Linked DNA regions of Bos taurus: region 1 is linked to region 2. The links are chromatin contacts, called in public Hi-C maps. All regions are on one chromosome and are shown on one strand. The core of a region is the stretch at or near the end of the contact, and the rest is flanking DNA. Distances in the headings are between cores, read along the strand shown.

Region 1 (4,705 bases), core at 1,650-4,149, 230 kb before region 2:
AAAAAGTTGGATATATGACAGGACACTGTGGCTGGAGCTCAGGAAGGGGACAGCAGAGTCCTAGTAACGGGGCAGAGAGGCCCAGGGTGTGACCTCTGACTCAGAAAGTGAAACAATGACAGTGCTGGTCTACAAGGTGGTGTCTGGAGCACCAGTCGAGTCCGATGCCCCTGAGAGGCAAAGGGAGGCGGGGTCACCAGCAGTTACCCAGCTCTATCCAGACTGGCCCTATGATCAAAGGCTCTTGCTTTTCTCCCTTGAACTAGCAAAGGATTTCTCAAAACAATGGAGTCCTAAGGAACACCCGGAACAGGCTGCCAGGCCCTACCTCCCAACACTGCAATTACGGAAATCGGCATGAGCCCCAGGCTGAAAGAACCCCAGCTCAGACAGTGGACCCTGGACCTGGATTCTTGGCCTCCTGTACCATGGAATCCAGACCAGGTGCCTCACTATGACTGGTGGGTGTTCCTGAAGGGTTCATTTTTTCTGGGCAGGGCATAGACTGGATGCTATGGCAGAAAGCTGGAACAGAATGCTGTGGAGGGCTGGGCACAGACTGTCCCCGGTTCTGGGGGAATTCCTGGGGGAAGGTGAAAACTACGTAAACCGTGGTCAAGGGCCCAGGAAGAAAGGAAGGACGCTCTGGGCAGAGAGTACAGCTTGTGTAAAGGCACATTCAGTACTGTTAGTAGGGGAAGGACAAGGAGGTTGGCTGAGGAGCCCGGCCCCACAACAGACAGCCCTGCCAAGAAATGAGGACTTGATTCTGTAGACAACAACAACAAAAAAGGGAGTTCCCTGGAGGTCCACTGGTTAACTTCCACTCCAAGGTACACAGGTCGAGGAACTCAGATCCCACAGGCTGTGTGGTGCGGCTAAAAACAAACACCAACAGGCCCCTGAACCCTGCAGGAGGCCAGCACTGGCTCCCCTTAGTCACTCACCCAGCACAAACGCATGGTACACTAATCTTACCGCCCCTCCCCCTACCACCAGTCTCCATCCTTTAAGATCAGCTACTAAGAACCCGCCTGCCAACGCAGGAGACAGGAGACACGGGTTCAATCCCTGGGTCCGGAAGATCACTTGGAGGAGGACATGGCAACCCACTCTAGTATTCTTGCCTGGGGAATCCCGCTGGACAGAGGAGCCTGGTGGGCTACAGTCCATTGGGTCGCATAGAGCCGGACATGACTGGAGTGATTTAGTGCACATTATTTCTATCCCAAAATCACACCTTAGATCCCCTCTGGGCAACTATTAGGTCAAAAGGAGACATGTAATTTAACTGAGGCCATTAACACTAAGCTTGGACTGCAAGGAGATCCAACCAGTAAATCCTAAAGGAAATCAGTCCTGAATATTCATTGGAAGGACTGATGCTGAAGCTGAAATACTCCAATACTTTGGCCACCTGATGCAAAGAACCGACACACTGGAAAAGACCCTGATGCTGGGAAAGACTGAAGGTGGGAGAAGGGGATGACAGGGGATGAGATGGTTGGATGGCATCACCGACCAGATGGACATGAGTTTGAGTAAGCTCCAGGAGTTGGTGATGGACAGGGAGGCCCGGTGTGCTGCAGTCCACGGGGTCGCAAAGAGTCGGATATGACTGAGCGACTGAGCTGGCTGACTGAAGAATACAATCTCTCACAAGAAGAGCCAGGTGGTCCAGCCCGGAACAAGACGACTAGCTCTGCTCTGCCCTCTCCAGATCTTATATCTTTACCTCTTGGAGCACTTTCTTGCTGGGAGGAACCCGCTGCTTTTCTAAATGGGTTCATGACCCTGAAGAGAAGGGAAGAAGGAGGCACACTGAGGAGATGAAATGGTTCACATGGGGCTGGGTTTGGGCTGGACCAGTTTCAACTGAAATCCTTAGAGCTATGAGAAATGTCCCTGTAATTTGAACAACTCAAGCGGCCTAAGACCTTGTCCAGCAGACGCTGCACCTTCAAGTGACCTGCTCCATCCTCAAAAGTCAAACACTGAAAAGAATAAACAGAGGGGCAGACTTAAAGGCACTGACTGCTGAAATCAACCACATCAGGAAAGAGCGGGCTTGCTGATTCTCCAGGGGGCCGCAGTTAAAGGGAAGCTCGGATCAAGGAAGTCAGCTAATAGAGGCTCCGAGACACGCCCCCCCGGACCATGCCTGCAGCGTGCTATGAACGCACAATTCAGGCAGGGTACGGGTTAAGGGGTTAGGCTTCTGCTGGCACTGGCAATGGGCATCGCAACTAAGACACCTCCCTCCTGACCCCTGGATCCAGGCCGGGCCCCACACTGACCGAGTCACCTATCCGGAGCCTCTAGCTGGGGCCCCGCTCACCTTGCATTTGAAGCCGGCGGCGGGCGGCAGCAGCTCCCGCAGCAGGGCCTTGGCCACCTCGCGGCTGGCCTCCTCGCTTACGAAATGCAGGTTAAGCACCTCGTGCGCCTCGAACTTAGCGAGGCGCAGCAGGGAGCGGAGGGCAACGCGGGCCTTGGCCTGCAACGCGGCATTGTGTTCGGCCTTGGTGAACATCATCAGCAGGTGGTAGTCCACCGGCCCGGCCCCGCCGCCCTCCAGGCTCTTGGCCTTAGCGCCCGGGGCCGGCGCCAAGGATCCCCGCGCCAGCTCCAGCACCGGCGGTGAGGGCGCAGCAGGGGCCCCGGCGCGGGCCTCCTTCAGCCTCTTGGTGGCGCTGGAGAAGGTCTCCCGGCCCGAGCCCAGGTAGTAGAAGGCACAGACGGCCAGCGCCGCGGCCAGCAGCAGCGCGCAGTAGTGGGAGCGCACAGCGCCCAGACGCGCCATGGCCCGAGCGCACGGGGGCCCGCCTCGGAGGAGACCCATGCGCCGCCCGCCCGCGGACAGATCAGCCGGAGAGTTGCGGCAGAGACCAGTATCCCGGCAGCAAGTTAGCAGCCCCGGCAGCAGGCGGCAGCCATGGCGGGGGCGGAGCCGAGCTGCCAATCTGCGGGCGCTGATACGCGGAGAGGCGGGGCCAGGCTGCCTGGCAGCCACTGGGTCCTAAGCTCAGAAGGATTACAGTGGGGTCGGGCAGTGAGCCCGCAGGAGTCCCTCCAGCGTGTCTGAAGGAGGCGGTGAGGACTTGCACACACGAGCCAGCAGGCTGTACGGCCTGTGGAAAATGGCCCTCGTTAAGTGCACAGCCTCAGGCTCTAGAAACCGAAGCTAAGCCTTCGGAAGCAAAAAGACTAAACTGGACGCACAAAAAATTTTCTGTTTATATCTTTTCCCTCCTAATTTCTTAAAGGCTTTACGTCCTCTCCCTGACTCCTTTCACACCTTGGAGACTATCTAGGGCTGAAGAATTTAAACTAGCAACTCCTTTCCCATTCTCGGTGAAGTAGGATTGACACCCGAGGTATGAATCCCTTGCTCACCTCACTTGGCATCTCTGAGGCCGACCAGAGGCAACCTAAAGGATGTGGCCACCAGGGGGCCACCTGCCACAAACTTTGGGTGGTTCAGAGCTCCCCAGGAAGCTTGTGGGTTTTGTTTTTTTAACAGACTTAAACACTTCAAAAGAGACTTACTGTATACCCGGTAGTTTTGCAAATTCTTAACTGAGGCGTAACTGAGGTCACTTGCTCAGGTCACACAGTGTCAGGTTTGACAGAGACACACTCTTCCACAGCAGATGAGGGTGCCTATACTGACACAACTTTCCTGAAGGGCACTCTAGCAATACTAAAACCTAAGAGAACTTTCAGTTCTCTCTCCTATCCACAGAACAGTGGTTCTCAAATTTTTATTGGTACTAGCAGCACTGGCACCACCCTTATGGCAGAAAGTGAAGAACTAAAAAGCCTCTTGATGAAAGTGAAAGTGGAGAGTGAAAAAGTTGGCTTAAAGCTCAACATTCAGAAAACAAAGATCATGGCATCTGGTCCCATCACTTCATGGGAAACAGATGAGTAAACAGTGTCAGACTTTATTTTTGGGGGCTCCAAAATCACTGCAGATGGTGACTGCAGCCATGAAATTAAAAGACACTTACTCCTTGGAAGAAAAGTTATTACCAACCTAGACAGCATATTCAAAAGCAGAGACATTACTTTGTCAACAAAGGTCTGACTAGTCAATGCTATGGTTTTTCCAGTGGTCATGTATGGATGTGAGAGTTGGACTGTGAAGAAAGCTGAGCGCCGAAGAATTGATGCTTTTGAACTGTGGTGTTGGAGAAGACTCTTGAGAGTCCCTTGGACTGCAAGGAGATCCAACCAGTCCATTCTGAAGGAGATCAGCCCTGGGATTTCTTTGGAAGGAAAGATGCTAAAGCTGAAACTCCAGTACTTTGGCCACCTCCTGCAAAGTTGACTCATTGGAAAAAGACTCTGATGCTGGGAGGGATTGGGGGCAGGAGGAGAAGGGGACGACAGAGGATGAGATGGCTGGATGGCATCAACGACTGAGTCTGAGTGAACTCCGGGAGTTGGTGATGGACAGGGAGGCCTGGCATTCTACGATTCATGGGGCCGCAAAGAGTCAGACATGACTGAGCAACTGAACTGAACTGAACTGAAATGAGCAGCACTGGGGAGCTTGATAAAACACAAGGGCTCAGGCCCTATTACCTTCAATGAGCCCGGGCCTTGATGGTGATTCTTCTGCAAGCCAAAGTTTGAAAAGCAGTGCCCTGGATCTTCAGACCGTCAACCTCTCCTGCTTCAGACCTTGGCTTGGGTGTCC
Region 2 (4,599 bases), core at 1,796-4,295:
TCTAGTGCTCCTAAGCCCAGGAAAGCTGTGAAGTGCTTTATGGAGAAAATGTGTGTTAGACGAACTTCTTCATTCAGGTATGAGTTATAGCGCTGTTGGCCATGTGTTCAATGTTAATGAATCAATATATATTAAATTAGGTGTCTTAAACAAACAAATTTTTAAAAGGTGATGAAAATGCTGTGACCACCAGCTTACAGTAACCTATTTTTATATTTCTTCTAGGACTAACAGTTCAGCATGAACTAATCCAGCATTTGTGGTGACTTTACAGAACATAATTACTCAGAACACTGAGAACTGACTTAAATTCCTGGTCATTTTCACATTAATTAATATGAGATTATTTTGCCTTAAACTCTGGTTCCAACATTTAAAGATAGACCATTACACTGTATTTTTTTAGTTTCTGAAGTTTAAGTGCATTGTAATTGAAAGAGCTATTTATTTCAGTCCTTTATAAACAAAAGGAAAAATACTGGGTGTCATTAAAGTTAAACGTTACAAAAAGTTTGTTTCAAATATATTCAACTATACTTTCATTGTTTGCGTTCAAAGACGCTCTCATAAAGTCACTAATATTGGTTGTATGAACTGTGACATAAATAACAATGTACATTGTATTACCAAAAGAATTACTTTATTTCTTTTATAGTCATACAACACTTACCATGAAAAAACCCATGCCTTTTACTACTTAGAACCAAACATCATAAACCTCAATCAATTAGGGCTTGGCAACTCCCTTTGAATATAGGACTATAACCTTCTAATTTAGACAAGTCAAGGCCAACTGCCCTGAAAAAGGCCACTCTTAAATGAATCTGCCCTGGTGGCAGCTTCTAGAGAAGGAGCAGCCCTGTGTAAGTAAACCAGTCTAGTAAAGTGGCTTTCCAGGCAGGACTTGGAAGGTAATCCTAATCAATTTATATAAAGACGCCAATACCCAGAGTGGGGCCACCAGAAATTACAGCAGACAGGTTGAGAATAAACAGAAGTAGGGAAAGACAGAAGAAAATCTAAGCAGCTACTTGGTAGCCAAACAGAAAGAAGCTCACGCTGGAGAATAACTAAATAATTGAAATGCTACTGAGAACCACAGTGCTGCCGCCGAATACCCTGAAGTCATCTAAGAGCCTTCCATAGTTTGGTTTTTAGACTATCTTAGTCTTCCTTTTACAGCTATGTCTGGTAAGATTCCATTTTTTATAGTCCCATTACAACCCCCAATCTGAAGCAGCTTACCCCAAATAGAGGTTGGAAAATTGCATGTAAGAGTCAAACACCCAGGAGTAGGAGAGTTGCTAGGTCCTTTCCAATCCCCAAAGGCCACGATTCTAAGCTATGATCTTACTTCATGTTTTCCTCAAGACAACACCATCACCAAACTGTAGTTCCTTTTATAGCTCTAAAATGATCTTTTTAAACAGGTGTGCCCTAGTTCCAATATTCAAAGTTTTCGGGAACATCCTAATTTTAGCTTTATGACTTCACAGATTTCAACAACTTTTCTTAAGCCTTATTTCCAGTATGTAAGAGTCCTTGTATGCTAGCCCCTCTATGACTTCTAACCTAGTGTTTTATTTTACACTATATATTATCAGTTTTCCATCCTTTTTTTCCTACTGAGGACTGCACCTTGGGTATCTTTCTCTGAGCCATTAACATCTATTTCATTCTTTTAAAAGGCTGGTCTATTTTCCCATTATACTAATGTACTATAATTAATATTTCACTAGTCCTTCTTAATGGACCTTGGGTTGTTACCAATTATTTACTATCACATACAATACTATAGGTCAACATCTTTTCACATACGTATTTGCGAGTATGCAAAAGCAACTAAATTATCATGGCATCATTTTAACTTGGTACTTTCTGAACTGTTCTGAGCTTAAATATGTCTTTCAGGAGGAACAAAGACTAGAAAGCATTCAAATTCCTGTTGCAGATTCAAAAATAATTAGCAATAAGTAGCTTTCCATTAAACATAGATCAGACTGAGGAAATGTCTGTTTCTTTTAATGCAGAGATAATGACAAACCAGGACCCAAGGGAGTGAATGTGGCACGATGCTTTTCTTTCGATAATGTTCACCTAAAAAGGAATGACCGTGGAGGAAGGGCAATTAGAAAAATGGAGAAATCTCTTTTACGGAGGAGTCTCTTACTAGTCTACGACTGCATCTTAAAGGATTTCCAATCCAGGAAAATACACTTTAATTATTGAATTTTAGACACTCGGATACGAAGTGAAGTAATAACTGCTTAACAGGTGAAGCTTTACAACTTCAATTTGATTCTTTAATATTCCCAATCTCCAAAAGCTTAAAGATTCTGATGTATGTTTTAAAATTATTATATATGTATATATGTTAAACACACACATACAAACACACAGTAAACGTCATAGCTCTTGCCTTCTTTATAATCACTCCACCCCTAAGTCTGGCCGGCGGAGGGAGACCTGAGCCGCGCAGGGGCCGCAACTACGCAACCGCCCCGCCCGCCGGCCGCGCTCGGGCTCGGGATCTGGGGTTGGTCCGGCTGGGGGTCTGCAACGGCACGGGGGGAAAGGTGGGGCTTCCCAGGCTGACCCGGTGGACGAGCGGCTGCCCCTCTCGGCTCTCACCTCAGCTCTTCGTCGACACTCTTGCCGGGCTGTTCGGCCGAGGACACCACAGAGGAAGTCGTAGAGCTCTTGTTCTTCAGGATCCCCTTGATGGGCCGGTGCGAGGCCGTCGAGGCCGCCATTGCCTGCTGCTCCGGCGGTCGGCTCAGCGTCGCTGCTTGGCGCCGAGTTCAGGAAGGAAAGGGCTGGGCGCGAGCAGAAACTCGCCAGGCAGCCGCCGAGCCCGCCTGGGGCTGAAGCAGCCGCACCTGCTGTCGCGGAGACAGCCACCAGAGTTGTTGTCACGACACAACGACTCGGACGCTCTGGCGTCTAGCCGACGCCGCGTGGCTGGCGGCCCTCCGCGAGCCCTTGGCCACCGGCACTCTAACCGTGGCCCGCGGAGAGAAGCCGGCCTAGCGCCGGAACGACGCCGACGCTAATGCCAAGCGGGCCCGCCCTCTCGCGATATCTAGGGCGGGGCGGGGGCGGGGCGGGGGTGAGGGCGGGACAAGAACAATGCCAACCTCCTCGCCCCGCCCCCTCCCCGAGCCCTCTCGGTGAGTTAGCGCCAACCGCGGCTGGGGCTCTGAGAGCTGTTTCATAGACCCTTAGGAGAGGTTTACAGTTTGACTGTGTACCGAATGGTTAATCTCTGCAAGCACCGTCGCTCCCACCACTTCATGAGGTTCTTATTGTTCGTTGTGTATTTTATAGATCGGAAAATTGAGGCTCAAAGGTGACATCATTCCCCGAAGACATTAACTGACTTTCAGAGAAATGCAGTGTCTCTTCTTTCCTTCCATTTAACAACCATAAAAAGCTTAACTCTCCATTATAAAGTCATGAAATGTCAGCGTTGGAACGGTCCTTAGAGACCTATTGTGGGATCATAGAATATTGACTTCTATGAAATCATAGAACATCAACATTGAAATAGTCTAACATTTTTTACCATTGGAAAAGCTGAAGGCTAGAGAGAAGTGACCTAACCACCACTATCACAAGACCCATCTGTAGTGTGTGGTCGTAGAACTTCATTTAGACTATGCTTCTGGTCTGATATTTCTCCATTTTACCACATTCTGCCTCTGTGTTGGTAATCCCATGGAAGGGGTCGCTGGCAGAAGTTCCTAGAATGGTGGTTTAGAATCTGTCTCCCCCCATCAAATCTTGGGAACTCAGTGTAAGGAGCCATCCAACACTGTGAAATAGGCCAAAAAATTCTGGGACTGTCTAGGTCTTTGTAAGATGAGTCTCAAAAGAGAAATACAAAAAAAAAAAAAAAAAACTCTCCCACACACAGTCTCCTCACCTTATCTCTGCCTGGGTGTGAAAGATACCAGGGATGACTTGGATGAGAGAGGAAAAGAGAACTCAACGCTGTAATGGGCCAGGATATGTGTATATCCTGGTTGTAGGTGCTGTGGCTGCTGTGAGAATTGGGTTCTAGGGAAAGGCAGGAGTTTAAAGCCCTGGGAACACTCTTAGGACTCGGATGTATCTAAAGTCAAGCTCAGGCCAGCGGAGGGGGTGGTATCCACTCCAGCTACACAGGCTCTCTCCGTGCAGTGCCAAGCACTAGAGTTGTACAGGTGGGAAAGGCAGAGGGCTCAGATTAAGCAAGTTGCCTCCTGTTATGGATTAAGTTATGTCACCCCAAAAAATGTTAGGGCTTCCCTGATGGCTCAGACAGTAAAGAATCTGCCTGCAATGCGGGAGACCCACGTTTGATCCCAGGGTCAGGACGATTCCCTGAAGAAGGGAAAGGCTATCCACTCCAGTCTTCTTCCCTGAGAATTCCATGGACAAAGACGTCTGCTAGGCTCTAGTCCATGGGCTTCCCTCATAGCTCAATTGGTAAATCATCTGCCTGCAATGCAGGAGACCTGGGTTTGATTCCTGGGTTGGGAAGATCCCCTGGAAAAGGAAATGGCAACCCACTCCAGTATTCTTGCCTGAAGAATCCCATGGACAGAGGAGCCTGAC

The links. A called contact is a pair of places that touch in the nucleus more often than the background predicts.
Region 1: a Hi-C map of liver shows a contact between it and region 2, with 4 times the contacts expected there. The contact joins the promoter of XXYLT1 here to the promoter of PPP1R2 in region 2. A contact is called at or near these places in 4 of 11 Hi-C or Micro-C datasets (liver, skeletal muscle and an unstated tissue).

What each region holds. Positions count from the first base shown.
Region 1 is chr1:72,324,972-72,329,676 of ARS-UCD2.0, reverse strand. XXYLT1 (xyloside xylosyltransferase 1) reads right to left here and starts at 2,899. Exons shown (of 4, transcript NM_001075999.1): 1 at 2,339-2,899. The coding sequence starts at 2,842.
Region 2 is chr1:72,098,573-72,103,171 of ARS-UCD2.0, reverse strand. PPP1R2 (protein phosphatase 1 regulatory inhibitor subunit 2) reads right to left here and starts at 3,045. Exons shown (of 6, transcript NM_001035392.2): 1 at 2,632-3,045. The coding sequence starts at 2,753. LOC132345649 (a long non-coding RNA gene) reads left to right here and starts at 3,093. Exons shown (of 2, transcript XR_009495069.1): 1 at 3,093-3,170.